2 separate regions of the Pan troglodytes genome follow, and region 2 is linked to region 1. A link is a contact called in public Hi-C data. All regions are on one chromosome and are shown on one strand. The core of a region is the stretch at or near the end of the contact, and the rest is flanking DNA. Distances in the headings are between cores, read along the strand shown.

The links. Hi-C and Micro-C count contacts between places; a contact is called where the count stands out from the background.
Region 2: a Hi-C map of stem cell-derived neural progenitor cells shows a contact between it and region 1, with 5 times the contacts expected there. The contact joins the enhancer-like site here to the promoter of BRF2 in region 1. A contact is called at or near these places in 5 of 7 Hi-C or Micro-C datasets (blood, induced pluripotent stem cells, a lymphoblastoid cell line and 1 more) and 1 of 1 other capture datasets (stem cell-derived neural stem cells).

What each region holds. Positions count from the first base shown.
Region 1 is chr7:46,248,295-46,251,943 of NHGRI_mPanTro3-v2.0_pri, forward strand. BRF2 (BRF2 RNA polymerase III transcription initiation factor subunit) reads right to left here and starts at 1,370. Exons shown (of 4, transcript XM_001169914.7): 1 at 661-1,370. The coding sequence starts at 814.
Region 2 is chr7:46,313,122-46,316,886 of NHGRI_mPanTro3-v2.0_pri, forward strand. No RefSeq gene overlaps it. Among named protein-coding and RNA genes, the nearest start is that of RAB11FIP1, 16 kb to the left of the region's middle. Within about 2 kb of position 2,285, at least 6 of the 24 cell types and tissues checked have an H3K27ac peak or open chromatin away from gene starts, as enhancers often do. A contact at or near this core is called in induced pluripotent stem cells, a lymphoblastoid cell line, stem cell-derived neural progenitor cells and 1 more, where this site is marked.

The DNA of each region.
Region 1 (3,649 bases), core at 120-2,619:
CTGGAGCGCAGTGGTGCGATCACAGCTCACGGCAGCCTTCAACTTCCAGGCTCAAGCAATCCTCCTACCTCAGACTCCTGGGTAGCTGGGATTACAGGTGTATGCCACCATACCTGGCTAATTAAAAAAAATTTTTTTTAGGCACTTGTCTCGTTACGTTACCAAGGCTGGTCTCGAGATCCTCGGCTCAAGCAATCCTCTCGGCTCTGCCTCCCAAAGCACTGAGATTACAGGCGTAAGCCACCCCACCCAGACAATGGCTGCAGATTTTGAGGGCTGCACTGGTCAGAAACTTGGAAAGCAAAGAAAAGTGATGTTTTGCCAGTTTGTGCTTAAAACTATTTCAGGGTAATAATACCTGCTATAATCATATCGGCAATCCTTCCACAATGATCAGACATGGCAAGATGAGTGGAACTTTGTTTCTGTCTCACTTATTCAATATTTATTACACGCACCATCTATGCCCGATACTAAGTGCTGGGAAAACACAGATGAATGGCAGCCCCCATCTCCTTCAGCTCCCTCGCTCACTTTAGGTCATTTTCTCTCAAATTAAGTGTGTGCGTTACAGTTAGGAGTATGGGGGGAGCGGGGAGACAAAAGGAATCTGATGTTAATCCCTCCACCGCCCCAGGCTGTCCCCAGGGCCACAAGTACCTCGGAGATTGCCCTCGTCGCTGAAGGTAGTGGTAAGGACCCCCTCGGTGACCACGCAGCCGCAGTCGGAGCACACCAGCTGGCTCTGCGAATAGTGCGAGTCTTCCACCAGCTCCGTGGAGCCGCAGTCGGGGCAGCGGCCTCTGCCTGGCATCTCACAACCGGCCCCAAAGCCGCGGAAGCCTTCAGAGACTCCTGGGTCTGCAACAGCAACCGTGAGGCAGCAAGAAGTAGGAGGGGACACTTCAAAGGGTTGCACCCCCGTCTTCCGGCCAGCGCGACGGCGGCATAGGCGGTTCCCTCCGCTGGGAGGCTGCGCGCCACTTCCGGTCTGTTCCTCCGCGGGCTCGGGTAGAAACGTGAGCTAGGAGAGGAGGTTCCTGGTGTGAACTGTAGCTGTCTGGTTTCCCTGCACTCTGTAGTTAGTTTTTGGGACCTAGACTGGGGTTGAATTTGGGAAAGTTTTTGCCTACATGGACACGTATAACAGACAGAAGATTGTTGTCACCCCTGAACAACCCTCCTTTTAAAGTCCTAAGGGAATCGCAGGTTGGTAATGAATGTTTAATTGGCCATAGAAGAAAGTATATTTTTTAAAGGGAGAGTAGTGGAGAGAGAGCGGGAGCAGGAAACTGTGTTCTGCTTTCCAGAGCTGCTTCCTAAAGCAGATTCCTTCCTCTCTTTACCTCCTGTTTTTCTCAACTGTAAAATGAGGAAGTTGAAAAAAAATCCAGAGAGGCAAACCCAAATGCTTTTGGAGGCCAGGCAGGAATGTCTAAAGGAGTTTGGAGTGAAAGAATATGGAGTGATGGAGACCTGGAGCGGCGCAAGCACGCAGATTCAGATGTTTTTTAAAAAACCTTGAGCTATCTGGGCGTGGTGGCTCACGCCTGTAATCCCAGCACTTTGGAAGGCCGAGGCAGGTGGATCACCTGAGCTCGGGAGTTTGAGACCAGCCTGGGCAACATGGTGAAATCCCGTCTCTACTAAAAATACACAAAAATTAGCTGGGCGTGGTGGTGCACGTCTCTAATCGCAGCTACTCGGGAGGCTGAGGCAGGAGAATCGCTTGAACCCAGGAGGCGCAGGAGGCGCAGTGAGCCAAGATCGCGCCACTGCACTCCAGCCTGGGTGGCAGAGCGAGACTCCATCTCAAACAAAATAAAACATACCTTTAAGAAGTGTCACTCCCTTCTTTTCCACACCCAGTTTTTACACGTGATATCCAAACCTAAAGACACCATCCCTTCCCTAAGAGACTGCTTTCTCAGAGTGTTAGAATCACTACTCCTTTTCAGAGACATCCCATCCATTCCCATGGGGATTGCTCACATTGGAGGGCCAAGAGACACAATAATATCCAACGGTCCTTTCTCTTCAATTTGAATTACTTTAGTATCATAACAGAAGGGGGCTTCAGCACATTAATCGTGGGTGGGATCCGGCAGTCCAAGCCCCCCCCCCCCCCCCCCGCCTTTTCTAGACCTCCCCACTAGCGTGAGATACAGGATGAGAGCTTATTTCTGGCTGTCTGACAGTTAAATATTAAGATACATTTGCACATGCGCACCCGCACACACACACCACTCAGAGACATCCATTAGTTTTAGTGTGGTTGACATTCTTATTTGGATGAAGAAAGTGTCCCTGAAAGCGACATAACTTGCACTGGGAACAGTTCGTTGCATGATCACACAGCAGAGCATCAGACTCCCCTCATCCCCAGTTGTGTGCAGATCTTGAACCTACCTTCACTTTTTTTTTAAGCGGGACTTTACAGAGCCCATCTACCTAGGACAGAAGCCTTGAAATCCTGCCTGACCCAACCTGATTGATTGTAAAGTGGAAAAGCAGTTTTATGATCCTGCAGCCAGCCACGGAAGGAGAAAGCTGGTTGTCTTTCCCAGTCACACATGATGTACTTACTGGGAGCCTAGGAGAGCCTGGTCCTCGGGCACACACAGGCTGGGAGGGGGCAGGGTCCAGGCCAGAAGATGGCGCCCTCTACTAAGATGTGTAAGTTTGGGGTTCTCCACTTTCTCAGGAAGAAGTCCATTTATTTGGGAAATGTATTTGCCTTGCTCCAGGAAATCTGGACAGACGTGGAAATCATCTCGGTGCCCTCTCCACTGCTCCCAATTCTTCTAAGAGTTATCATTCCTGGTAGTGATTATCTTATTTTTTTATTTTATTTATTTATTTATTTTGAGAGGAGTCTCACTCTGTCGCCCAGGCTGAAGTGCAGTGGCACAGTCTCAGCTCACTGCAGCCTCCACTTCCCGGGTTCAAGCAATTCTTCTGCCTCAGCCTCCCAAGTAGCTAGGACCACACGCGCCCACCACCATGCCTGGCTAGTTTTTGTATTTTTAGTAGAGACGGGATTTCACCGTGTTGGCCAGGCTGGTCTCAAACTTCTGACCTCAGGTGATCTGCCCAACTCGGCCTCCCAAAGTGCTGGGATTACAGGCATGAGCCACCATGCCTGGCAGTGATTATCTTTTTAACAGATGCCCCGAGTGCCCAGGGTAGGCTTGGCCAGAGCAGAAAGCTAGTCATGGGGAGGCCATTGAACAGCAGCCCAGCTGTGGTCCAGATGTATAATGCTGACATTGAGGCCAGAGTTCTTTGTAGAGGGGAGAGTAGAGGAAGGCACTGAGGAAGAGGAGGATCTGGCACCTGAATGCAGTCCTTTTCCTCCCTCGATTGGCTGTGTACATTCTAGTTCGTTGTTTGACTATCTCTTTGGATGGAAGTCTCTATGGGAAGAAGCTGGCTTTCTCATCCTTGTGTCCCCAGGAGTACCTCCTAAAGTGAGGGCTGGCATTCAGTAAAGAGGAGTTCAACTCCCGTGAATTCCTGTCCTAGGTGGGCCTATCCAAAGCACCAAATGGGCCAGGCACGTGGCTCATGACTGTAACCCTAACACTTTGGGAGTCTGATGTGGGAAGACAGCTTGAGGCCAGGAGTTCGAGACTGTCCTGGGCAACAT
Region 2 (3,765 bases), core at 1,035-3,534, 66 kb after region 1:
TGCGTGATGCAGCCAGGCTTTCTCTGAGATCCTCCCTTGCCTGGATCCAGGAAAGATGAACTGAGAGTCTGACACCATTAAAGGTCTGAAAGAAACATTTACCACCTATTCTCTCTGAAGGCTCCAACCTGTGAGATCACCTCCATATAACAAGACACCTTTGCTAGCCAGTCCTCTCTTCTCTCCTTCCCATAACCTATTTTGCCATGAATCCAAGCCCCTATTCTTTCTGTAACTTCAAGATAGTATAAAAGCATCAATGATATTTTTCTTTGAGATCTTATATTTTGATAAGATTCCTGTTCACGTTAAAAAAATTTGTGGGCCATTTCTCTTCCTAATCTGCCTTTTGTGAGTTGATTTTTCAGTGAACTTTCAGAGGGTAAAGGGAAAGTTTTTCCTCAGCTCCTACAATATCCCATAGACCCAGTGCCATTTATTGAATGACCCAGCTTTCCCCTATGGGCTCGTCAATATCATGTTTCTGAACTCTATTCTGTTCCCTGGTCTATTTCATTATTACTGACCCAATACCATACTGTCTTAATTACCACAGTTTCATGACATATCTTAATATCTAGTAGTGTAAAGTCTTCAGCTTTGTACTTCCTCTGTCAAGATTTACCAGCTATTCTTAGACCTCTGCATTTCTTTTTTTCATTTTTTTCTTTTTTCTTTCTTTCTTTTTTTTTTTTTTTTTTTTTTTTGAGACAGGGTCTCATTCTGTCACCCAGTCCAGGGTAAAGTGGCACAATCTCGGCTCACTGCAACCTCATCCTCCAGGACTCAAGCAATCCCCCTGTCTCAGCCTCCCGAGTAGCTGGGACTACAGGTGAGTGCCACCGCGCCCAGCTAATCTTTTGTATTTTTGGTAGAGACAGAGTTTCACCACATTACCCAGGCTGGTCTCAAACTTCTGCGTTCAAGCGATCCAGCCTCCTCAGACTCCCAAAGTTCTGGGATTGCAGGCATGAGCCACTGCGCCCCACCTGGAGTTTTGCATTTTCATATGTATTTTAGAATCAACTAGCTAGCCACAGTGGCGCACGCCGGTAATCTTAGCATTTTGGGAGGCCGAGGCAAGAGGATCAGTTGAGCTCAGGAGTTTGAGATCAGCCTGGGCAACACAACGAGATCCCATCTCTACAAAAAAAATTTAAAAATTAGCCAGGCATGGTGGCACATGCCTGTGGTCCCACGTACTCGGGAGGAGGATCGCTTGAACTGAAGATTTGGAGGCTGCAATGAGCTATGATTATGCTACTGCATTCCAGTCTGGGGGACAGAGCAAGCCCTATCTCTAAATAATAATAATAAATAAAGTTTCAGTCTTATGAGTTTAGAGCTTTAGCAGCTCTGCTTCTAAAGCATCAAGGGAAAGTTCATGAGTCCATAATGACAAGATGGTTAAAACATCCCACTCCACCCCACCGGAAAACTTGGTGGTAACAGCAGCAACCCTAGAAAAATGCCCAGGGGAGACATCAGGAATCCCAGGGGCCCAAAGTCATGGCTATCTGATTCTGCTGCCTTTTCCCATAAGGAGTTCATCTCTCTCCCACCAGTCTTGGAGGCTTCTAGATATTATAGTCCCTGAGGGATGTAGTAATTTTCTTACATCAGCACAAGGTTCAGCAAATATCAAAACATCTAACCTTTTAGAGCTGTGTTTTTCTATTTATTTGTACCCTGTCCTGTTTCAAAAAAGATTTAAGGTTGTTTACAACACCACATAAATGAAGTTAAACAACATAAATTAGAACACCATGAGAAAGGTGAGGCCAAGGGAAAACAAGGGTAGGGACACAGAGGTATGCTAAGAGTGAACACCAGCGTGCAGTGAGGTTCCACAGGCTTTGGAGTGCAGGGCTTTTTAAAACTTGCTGAAGCTGCCAAACCAGTGTTGTGTTCTCACATCCCAGAATCCTAGCATTGTTGGGGGCAAAGCCCAGTGAAACAATCAAATACTGATCCCCAGGGTAGAAGGAGACCTCCTCCCTAATCCCACGCTCTAACCCACACAGAAAGCACCATAGTTCTGGAACCTGTGTAGTTCACTGGATAAAAATATGAAATTTAAAAATGCACGTAAGGAGAGGTTTTTCAAGTGTTTTGTCTGTTTTACTGTGGAGCCCCAGAAACCTGAGAGCAATTCCAGCTTCCTAAGGAAAGGAGGTAATCCTAGGGTCAGGAGGAGCTCATAAAGCTGTTGAAGCTACCCTGAGCTGAGGAGTGGGTGAGTCAGCCCAGCCGATGGAGGGGTGTGTGAGGATGCCTTCGAACTTCCTCACCCCTCCCGGAAAGGCTGCACCTGAGCCGCATTCCAGAGACGTTTGGGATACCAACACACGTGGGAAACACACATGAAAACAGATCTCAGCCCTCCCTCCTCCCTGGGGCCAGCAGAGGAGCTCTAAGGAGCTTAAAGAGGAAGAAGACTCCCACCTTCCATACCTTCCTCTGCCCTGGCAGATGGAAGGGAGAGTTACCCGGGTGCAGGGGCTGACCTCTCAAGTTAAAAGCTCAGGTTTCTTGTTCTTGGCGCCCAGGTTTGCTAAACAGCACCATCTGCTGCCTCAGAAGTCATGCAACTGGAAAGTAGCAATGCACATGTGAACCTTCCAGGTTCCCGATTAGGGTGCGCCGTGAGACTCTCCTGAAAGGCAGAGGGCAGGATACACCTGCAGGCCAGCTTTGTGCTCCCTCCTCCCACCCTTCCAATTAAACTCACTTTTTTTTTCTTTTTCTTTCTTTTCTTTTCTTTCTTTTCTTTCTTTTTTTTTTTTTTTTTTTTGAGACAAGTCTCACTCTGCTGCCCAGGCTGGAGTGCAGTGGCACAATGCTCACTGCAACCTCCGCCTCCTGGATTCAAAGCAATTCGCCTGCCTCAGCCTCCCGAGTAGCTGGGATTACAGGCGCATCCCACCACTCCCAGCTAATTTTTGTATATTTAGTAGAGACAGTGTTTCACTATGTTGGCCAGGCTGGTCTCAAACTCCTGACCTCAGCCTCCCAAAGTTCTGGAATTACAGGCATGAGCCACTGTGCCCGGCCTTTCAATTAAACTTACCCATTTTCTATAGCTTTACACTAATTCCAGCACTGGCACCATCAATGATCCCACCATCATTAACTTACCATTGACAAAACAGGCCCTAGACCAAAGTCTGTCATTGAGCTTCTGCACTTTCTAGAAGGTAGGGATGGGTAACTGCCCAGGGTCTGGTAGGGTAGACCCTAAACATTCTCATGGAGGATATGATGGCCAGTAACTAAAAATTATGGTGAAGGCCAGGCACAGTGGCTCACGCCTGTAATCCCAGCACTTTGAGAGACCAAGGCAAGAGGATCACTTGAGGCCAGGAGTTCGAGACCAGCCTAGGCAACATAACAAGACCTCGCCTCTAAAAAAAATTTAAAAATTAGCTTGGCCTGGGCTCACCCCAGGAGGTCGAGGATGCAGTAAGCCATGAACGTGCCACTGCACTCCAGCCTGGGTGGCAGTGAGATTTTGTCTTAGCATTTAAGTGTCTTACATTTAAGTTCAGTAGTGTTACGTACACTGACATTGTTGTGTAACCAATCTCCAGAGCTCTTTTCCTCTTAGCCCCAGTAACATTTCTAGGCCATTCTCCCCCTTCTCCCATTCCAACCTCTATTTCTGCTGCAATCCACAGAGTTCTTCTTGGTCACCATATATCTTTCATTGATACCATGAATCTTTGTGAAGCTCACAAAACATGCTCCTGTGCACTTAGTCATTTC